2 separate regions of the Xenopus tropicalis genome follow, and region 1 is linked to region 2. The links are chromatin contacts, called in public Hi-C maps. All regions are on one chromosome and are shown on one strand. Each heading gives the region's core, a stretch centred on a gene start, on an enhancer-like site or on the middle of the called end of the contact. The rest is flanking DNA. Distances are from core to core; before and after follow the strand shown. Region 1 overlaps aldh1a3 (aldehyde dehydrogenase family 1 member A3). Region 2 overlaps asb7 (ankyrin repeat and SOCS box containing 7).

What was found. Hi-C and Micro-C count contacts between places; a contact is called where the count stands out from the background.
Region 1: a contact with region 2 is called in a Hi-C map of liver, with 4 times the contacts expected there. The contact joins two enhancer-like sites. A contact is called at or near these places in 5 of 5 Hi-C or Micro-C datasets (brain, gastrula embryo, liver and 2 more).

What each region holds. Positions count from the first base shown.
Region 1 is chr3:115,668,111-115,671,458 of UCB_Xtro_10.0, forward strand. It overlaps aldh1a3 (aldehyde dehydrogenase family 1 member A3), which reads left to right. Exons shown (of 13, transcript XM_002939264.5): 6 at 20-148; 7 at 2,470-2,583. Among named protein-coding and RNA genes, the nearest start is that of aldh1a3, 16 kb to the left of the region's middle. Within about 2 kb of position 1,976, at least 2 of the 11 cell types and tissues checked have an H3K27ac peak or open chromatin away from gene starts, as enhancers often do. A contact at or near this core is called in liver, where this site is marked.
Region 2 is chr3:115,583,532-115,586,962 of UCB_Xtro_10.0, forward strand. The region is part of intron 6 of asb7 (ankyrin repeat and SOCS box containing 7); the gene reads left to right. Among named protein-coding and RNA genes, the nearest start is that of asb7, 18 kb to the left of the region's middle. Within about 2 kb of position 2,085, at least 2 of the 11 cell types and tissues checked have an H3K27ac peak or open chromatin away from gene starts, as enhancers often do. A contact at or near this core is called in liver, where this site is marked.

The DNA.
Region 1 (3,348 bases), core at 726-3,225, 84 kb after region 2:
ATGTCATTTTTTGTTTCAGTGGAACTTTCCTCTGCTCATGCTTATCTGGAAGATGGGCCCTGCTTTGTGCTGTGGCAACACTTTAGTCATTAAGCCAGCAGAACAGACTCCCCTCACTTCTCTCCACATCGGATCATTAATCAAAGAGGTAAGGCTAGTTCTGCCTGAGGCCATCTCTTACAAAAACTACACCAACCTCTTCTGTGTTCTAATGGCATTCAGTGCACTTAAAACTGAGTGGCACCTTAATATCTATGTCTGAGTAGGTACAGAATTCTTCGTATTTTACTGCAGGGGCACTGAATAAACAACTAAAGTTTTGAAAAGCCATGTGAGCCAGTTATTGGGCAACTAAATCTCACGCGTGACCCTGATGTTGCTCGCCCCAGTAAGATGGTCCTATATTCAAATTGCAGAGAAGAAGCATAGTGTATAGAAACAAATTCTCATAAGATCTCTCGAAGCGTCATAGTGATTGGTCAAACAAACATTTGCTGTGTATTCTATCACTGCCAATGGTTCTCATTGGCTTTTGGACAGTAAAAGGCTGCTAGTAGCTGAGGTTGCAGCCTTTATATAGAAAATTTTTGATTTTATTAGAGTTTTATTTTAATGAAGTCAGCCTATCTGACCATAGGCTTGAAACTGACGAAACAAGCATTTATCTTTGAAATCTTGATTATGATCACAAAAATTGCTTTTCTTTTTGAGTGGAATAATTACTGTAGACTATTAGGAACTGGCAGGGGCGCCACATAGACACTAAAAGCATCAATGTAAGCAAGTAAAGGGAAATGGCTTTAGGATACACTAAACCCATACTCCCTTAGCAAATTTTGAATATTCAGTATTTCAGTATTAAGTTTCCCTACTAAATTATACATTTCATGGTAAAGAGAAGTATGCCCTCTTCAGTAGAATCCAGAGAGCTACATATTATTTTCAAGGATTCTTCATTACAATTTAATGTTAAAAATGATGGACAGTTTTTGGCAGTGCTCATTTGTAAACAGTGGGAAACTGGTAGCCATTCTGAGATGAGCAGCAATATAAATGCAAGAATTTTAAATACCAGTTCAGTAACACATCAGGTTTGTTTGCACAATGTTTAGGAGTAATATTGGTCCATTATCCCAGGCAGATTAGCTCCAGCTCCATTGGATTCAGATCTGCGTTGCCTTGGTCATTGTAGGACATTCACCTTCTTGTTCTTGAGGCATTCCGTTATCAATTTGGCCTCAATGGGATAATTTTCCTACTGAAGATGGACTTTTGGGCGAGCTTCTGTTTTTAGCAGATTGAAAGAGGTCCCTTTTACCTTGCACTAGCCTTTTTTTCAATACGATTACAAGATGAACCAATGCTCTTCCTAGCAAATACTGAACTCACGCCCTCGTCTCACCCCCAACCTAGCCCTTTTTCTCCTTTCACAATAACTATTGATGGCATGACTATTAACCCTGTTAATTCACCACGCTGCCTGGGGGTTCTTTATGACCAGTCTCAAATCATATTAATGCAATATTACCAAAATACACGCCTTTCTTTCACAAGTAATTGCTAAAACACTAATACATGCCCTTATCCTATCCTGTTTGGATTACTGCAGTCTCCTACTAACTGGCCTCCCAGACTCCCACTTAGATTGTAAGCTCTATGGGGCAGGGACCTTCTTCCTACTTTGTCTCATACCACATGGCACTTAATCTGTGTATTTATACTTATTCGTTTTATTTATTTTAATATGTGTCCTCCCTGTGTGTACTTTTGTAAACTGTAAGATTGTAGAGCGCTGCATATTCTTGTAGCTTTCTTCAAATTCTATATCTTTTTTTTAACCTTATACAGTGTAATATTCTTCTAGTAGCTTTCGGTTGTACTGTGGTGTCCCAAGTAGGGGCATTTAGAGTCTCAATGCAACCCGCATGGCTGTGTTCACTCAGGCTTGGCACCTCAGCTATACTGAGAGCACTGATGTAGAGCACCGATCACAATGTCAAAACAGCCTAGACAGGAAATACCACCATGGGGCTACACAGTACAACCCACAGTTATCACTAAGTCTGCTGTTATTTTGCTGGTACAAATGCACACACTGAATTATAATTAAGCTTGCACATCAGCTATTACCTCCATAACATATCTAAAAAATATTGAATTCTGCAGCCAGATTTCTGTAGTCATTCTTTGGAATCCTTAAGTGATCTCTTTGTAATTGTAACATTATGAACTAAGATAGATTTGTCCTTCCAACTCTATCCCAGCAGTCTTTTCTTGTACTTTTTGCTGCAAACAAATAATGATTTATGTTCCTGGTTGTTATCTATTGGTACCATTAGAATCTTTGTCTAGATATGTCTGTATTAGAAGGGACAACCCCTGCTTGTTGGAAAAGACACTGAAGTGACAATTACCAGGCTGGCTACTCAGTTTGAACTATTTTAATAAGTACTTTATCTGTCACTGCAGGCTGGCTTCCCTCCTGGAGTAGTCAATATAGTGCCAGGATATGGACCCACAGCTGGATCTGCCATCTCCCACCACCCTGACATTGATAAAATTGCATTCACTGGATCCACAGAGGTAAGCTGTTGACTACAGATGTAACTTGGTTCCATGTCCTCTTTAGCCTGTAGCAGTCAACTTCAGCTTTGAGTTGAGGCAACATGTCAACTAGGGGAGGTGGCCAGGACACAGTGCATTTGTCAAAAGTGAATAAAACTTGAAACAACAGACCCAAACCATGCATGAACACCAGCTATGGCTTATTCCTCAACTGAAATACTGCTGTACAAGTTCCAATGTCAAAATGCACCATATGTCAATTTGAAGTTATTACAAGAGAACTCAGTTAGACATAATGTTTTCTTAAAGACAGTACAGTTCTCCATGTGTCCCATTTGGATGTCTGACTAAACTGTAATGGTTTGTAACCTGGGCTCTTGCTCAAAAGTTACAAATTTGCTGGCCCAGGTTTGGGCCAAACACATTTGTATCATGTAATAAAGGTTACAAGCAACACTATATATTATATATATACATATATATACATATATATATATATTTAAATATATATCCATAGCAGTCACATTTAATTTACAACAGGCGGCCAGCAAATGCTAGATTCTGATTTCTTGTTTTGGGTTATTAGGCCTGGTACCAACTTTGCATGGGTCCCAAAGAGCATTTTAACCTTGGTTCTTTGCCAAGTTAAGTACAGGCTGTTAATTACCCCATTCCCATAGCACACACATTATTGTGTTAGATATATTTGTTTTAGTTTGCATTTACCAATTGACTATTTTCCCATGAATAGATTTCATGATTCATGATCCCTGAGGCTTTTAG
Region 2 (3,431 bases), core at 835-3,334:
TCGTGTATCTGACTTCCTCTCTCAGAAAAATGATTAATTCCAGGGCCCAGCCTGTGCAGCTCTCTTTTCTCTCCCTTCTTCTGTTCCCCCCTCCCATAAGAATTCAGTCCCCCTCCCATCAGAATGTGTGATCTATGCCACCAGCCCCTAGAGCTGCAGCAAGGAAGCTACTAAGAGTAAGCTAAGCTAGTTTTCACTATTGTGGTGATGTAACAGAGACAAGGTGACATAAGGGGGCAGACTGGGTGAGAAACAGTGAGTAGTACTGGCACTATTAATTTATTGGCAGTACTACTCACCGTTCCTCACCCAGTCTGCCCCCTTATGTCACCATGTCTCTGTTACATCACTCCTCTGCACCCTCATGCCCTCACCCTGTACATGATCATAGTGGCTCTTTCTCTGCTGGCCTGTGTTTCTGCTGATGGAAGGTGGCAACTCTGGTCCTGTTCCAGATGAAATGACATATACAGATAATGTATGTTGAGCTTCCTGGTGTTCAGAGTAATGATGATAATAGGCAGAGATCTTTACATTAGGCATGATCACTAAGGAATCCCAGTCCAGGAAAATAACTAATTGGTAAGGTTTTTCCTCAAAGCCCAACAGCTGTAAAATGGCTAACCTCCACATGACAAGTTCAAAGGATTTTTTATTAATCAACTCAAATCATTGAGGCAGTTCCCTAATAACTGTGTTACAGCCAGTTTCAACATCTGACTCCCGATAGTAATTGGAATGTTCTTAGTCAGTGTCATTATAGAACAAATGTGGGTAGGGGGGGACATTTGGGAATATAAGTATTTCCTTTCTGTTCTAAATACTGTAGAGCAATTCCTGTCACACTTTGCTTTATAAATAACAATCTGTATTATACCTCAATCGCATAATAGGGGTGTGCAACTGCAGGACTGATTCCAATCACCAGAAAAGCAAATTCACATAAGTATGTGGCACATCTGGAACACACCGGGCCGATAGGAAATATCTATTTGATTTTTGTCAGCCATAAGTTATTTCTTGGACTTTCGTTTTTTGAGAGCTTGTGCCACCTTTGTGGTCCATATTGTGGCACTAACCATTGGTCAGGGTCTTGCATTTTTCAGTGCAGCACTATTACAAAAATATCTAATACCAACATCTCACACTGGTATTCAGGCTGGCCATTTGAGACTATCTGGTAAAGTACATTATCTGCCTTTCAGCCTGTGCCCTCTGGCCTTTGGATGTGATGCTTGAGTGATGCTAACCCCTTAGTCCCCTTTATGTGGTTTTTAAACCACATAAAGACAGGATGCATTCATCATTTTAGCCATGTTAGGCTACATGGTACAGCTATGAGTTGTATTCTGGAAGCCATGGGACCTGGAGTTTCTGGGTAAGAGGATTTTCTGTAAATGTGAACCATACCTTAAGGGGCCAGTACACCCCCTTGATTGACAAGTGCAACACACAGGGCTGGTGCCAAATGTATTGTTTTAATCACAAAATCTATGTTTATTGTAATTTCTTGTTAACAGGGCATACGGGCAAACTTAAGCTCCGCAATGTTTGGTCCTTATGGGGTACATAATTAGATTATTTCAACACAGATGATCCCCCTTGCATAATGGACAACAAAACTGGTTGTACACTGGCAATCTAATTCTCTGTCTCGCAAGGAATTAAACATGACGAGAAAGCCAACGAACTAATGTCCAACAAGGGGGGGTATACTGCCGCTTTAAGGCTAATAATAAACAATGTGGCACTGTAAAATAACAAAGTGCTTTTTGCTAGAAAAAATTGTTTTAGTTGTAATGGCCAATAACCAGTGTATTTTATTTTGTTTTTTTGTTCGCCATACTGCTAAACTGTTCAGGACATAAGATTTTTATGCGGCTTAGAATTTGCAGGGGGTGAGATCATACTTGTTTTTCCTAAAACTGGTCATAAATTCTTGTAATTTTCATGGTTGGGAAGTAATAGAAAGATATTCCGATCCACTCAAATGTCAATCTGTTGCTGTTTTGCATTGTATTAGTGCCAGACACACAGGGTGTGATTTTACTTCCTCCTAATCGTATTAGTGTCACACAGTGTTGGTTTTTGGCAGGGGCGCGGAGCGGATAGAATCAGAAACATTAGTTTGTGTATTGCGCCAGAACTGGAGGCCACTGAGTTGCTGAATTTGTGGCATGGCTTGATAAGCACACACAGAATGTGCCAGATGTTTGTTAGAAAGCGCTACTAATGGGTCATTGTTTTGTTTTTACACATACTACTTCTCTATAAAGAGCAGTGTTAAGGTGGCGATACACAGGCAGCCGACTGGGCCCTTTAGATCAATTCAGCAGCTCATCTGCCCGTGTATGGGGAACCCAGACTGGCCTACCTGACTATATCTGCCCACAAATAAGCCAGATGTTAATTGGGCAGGTTTGATTTTTCCATTGAATCGTGGATCACATCAGCTTAGCGATGCATTCCTTTCTCCGACAACTCTTATTCCCATCTTCATAATCTGTTCTTCCCCCTGTGGCCAAACAATCAGATTAGCCTGATAATTACCCACCATTGTTCACAACAAGCTGGAAACTATAAGCACTTTCAGTTTATAATTTTGCCCTAGAAATAACAAAAACTTTGTTTCTTACAATAATAATAGGCAAAAAGTATGTTCCGCACAAAAGTCCTATTTATTGCATTTATGTCGGACAAGGGGGTGTCTGAATTTCTTTCTCTCCCAAGAGATGTAGAGTCATTTTTTGCACATTTGTTTCCAAGCATTGTGCAAGGAGTGAGCCTTACATACACACTCAGCAATGTCTGAGCTGAGGATTTGGGCTTCTCCTCAATTGCTCTGATTAGTAAGGGGAGATACATGTAAATAATGTCCCAATACTCTGTCAGCATGACTAGCAAGTCAGTCTCTCTAGTAGTGTTACTATAATCTTTCTTTATTCTTATTTTCCCTGTAACCACCAAGGAATGAGTAACTGCCCCTGATTACTCTGTTAATAAACCCTGCAATGCTAATACAGCCCAATCTGCTGTAAATGTGTATACACAGAATAAAATCATTTACATAAAATCATGGTATATTGTCAACTGACCAGAGTGCTTCCATCTTTCAGGTGCGTCCTTTCCAGCCAGTGAGGAGCGGGTGGGTGGTGCTAAATGGACAGATTGGGAGGGGCATGAGAGATTCAGGGAACTGTATTGAAAATCTGGTCAGGTGGAGCAACAGTTGAGGGAGGAGAGCAAAGGACGGGTAATTACAGATTTACTGGAAAGAACATTATGGGGCCTGGGGATATACCAGCTGGGTTGCAGCCCTAGTTGACCAACCACTCATTCCATGAGTAACCAGTAAGCACAACAATCTTTACTTTAAAATATAGAATAAAAGCATTTGAGAATACTCAACGTAGTCAGTCAGATCAGAAGGG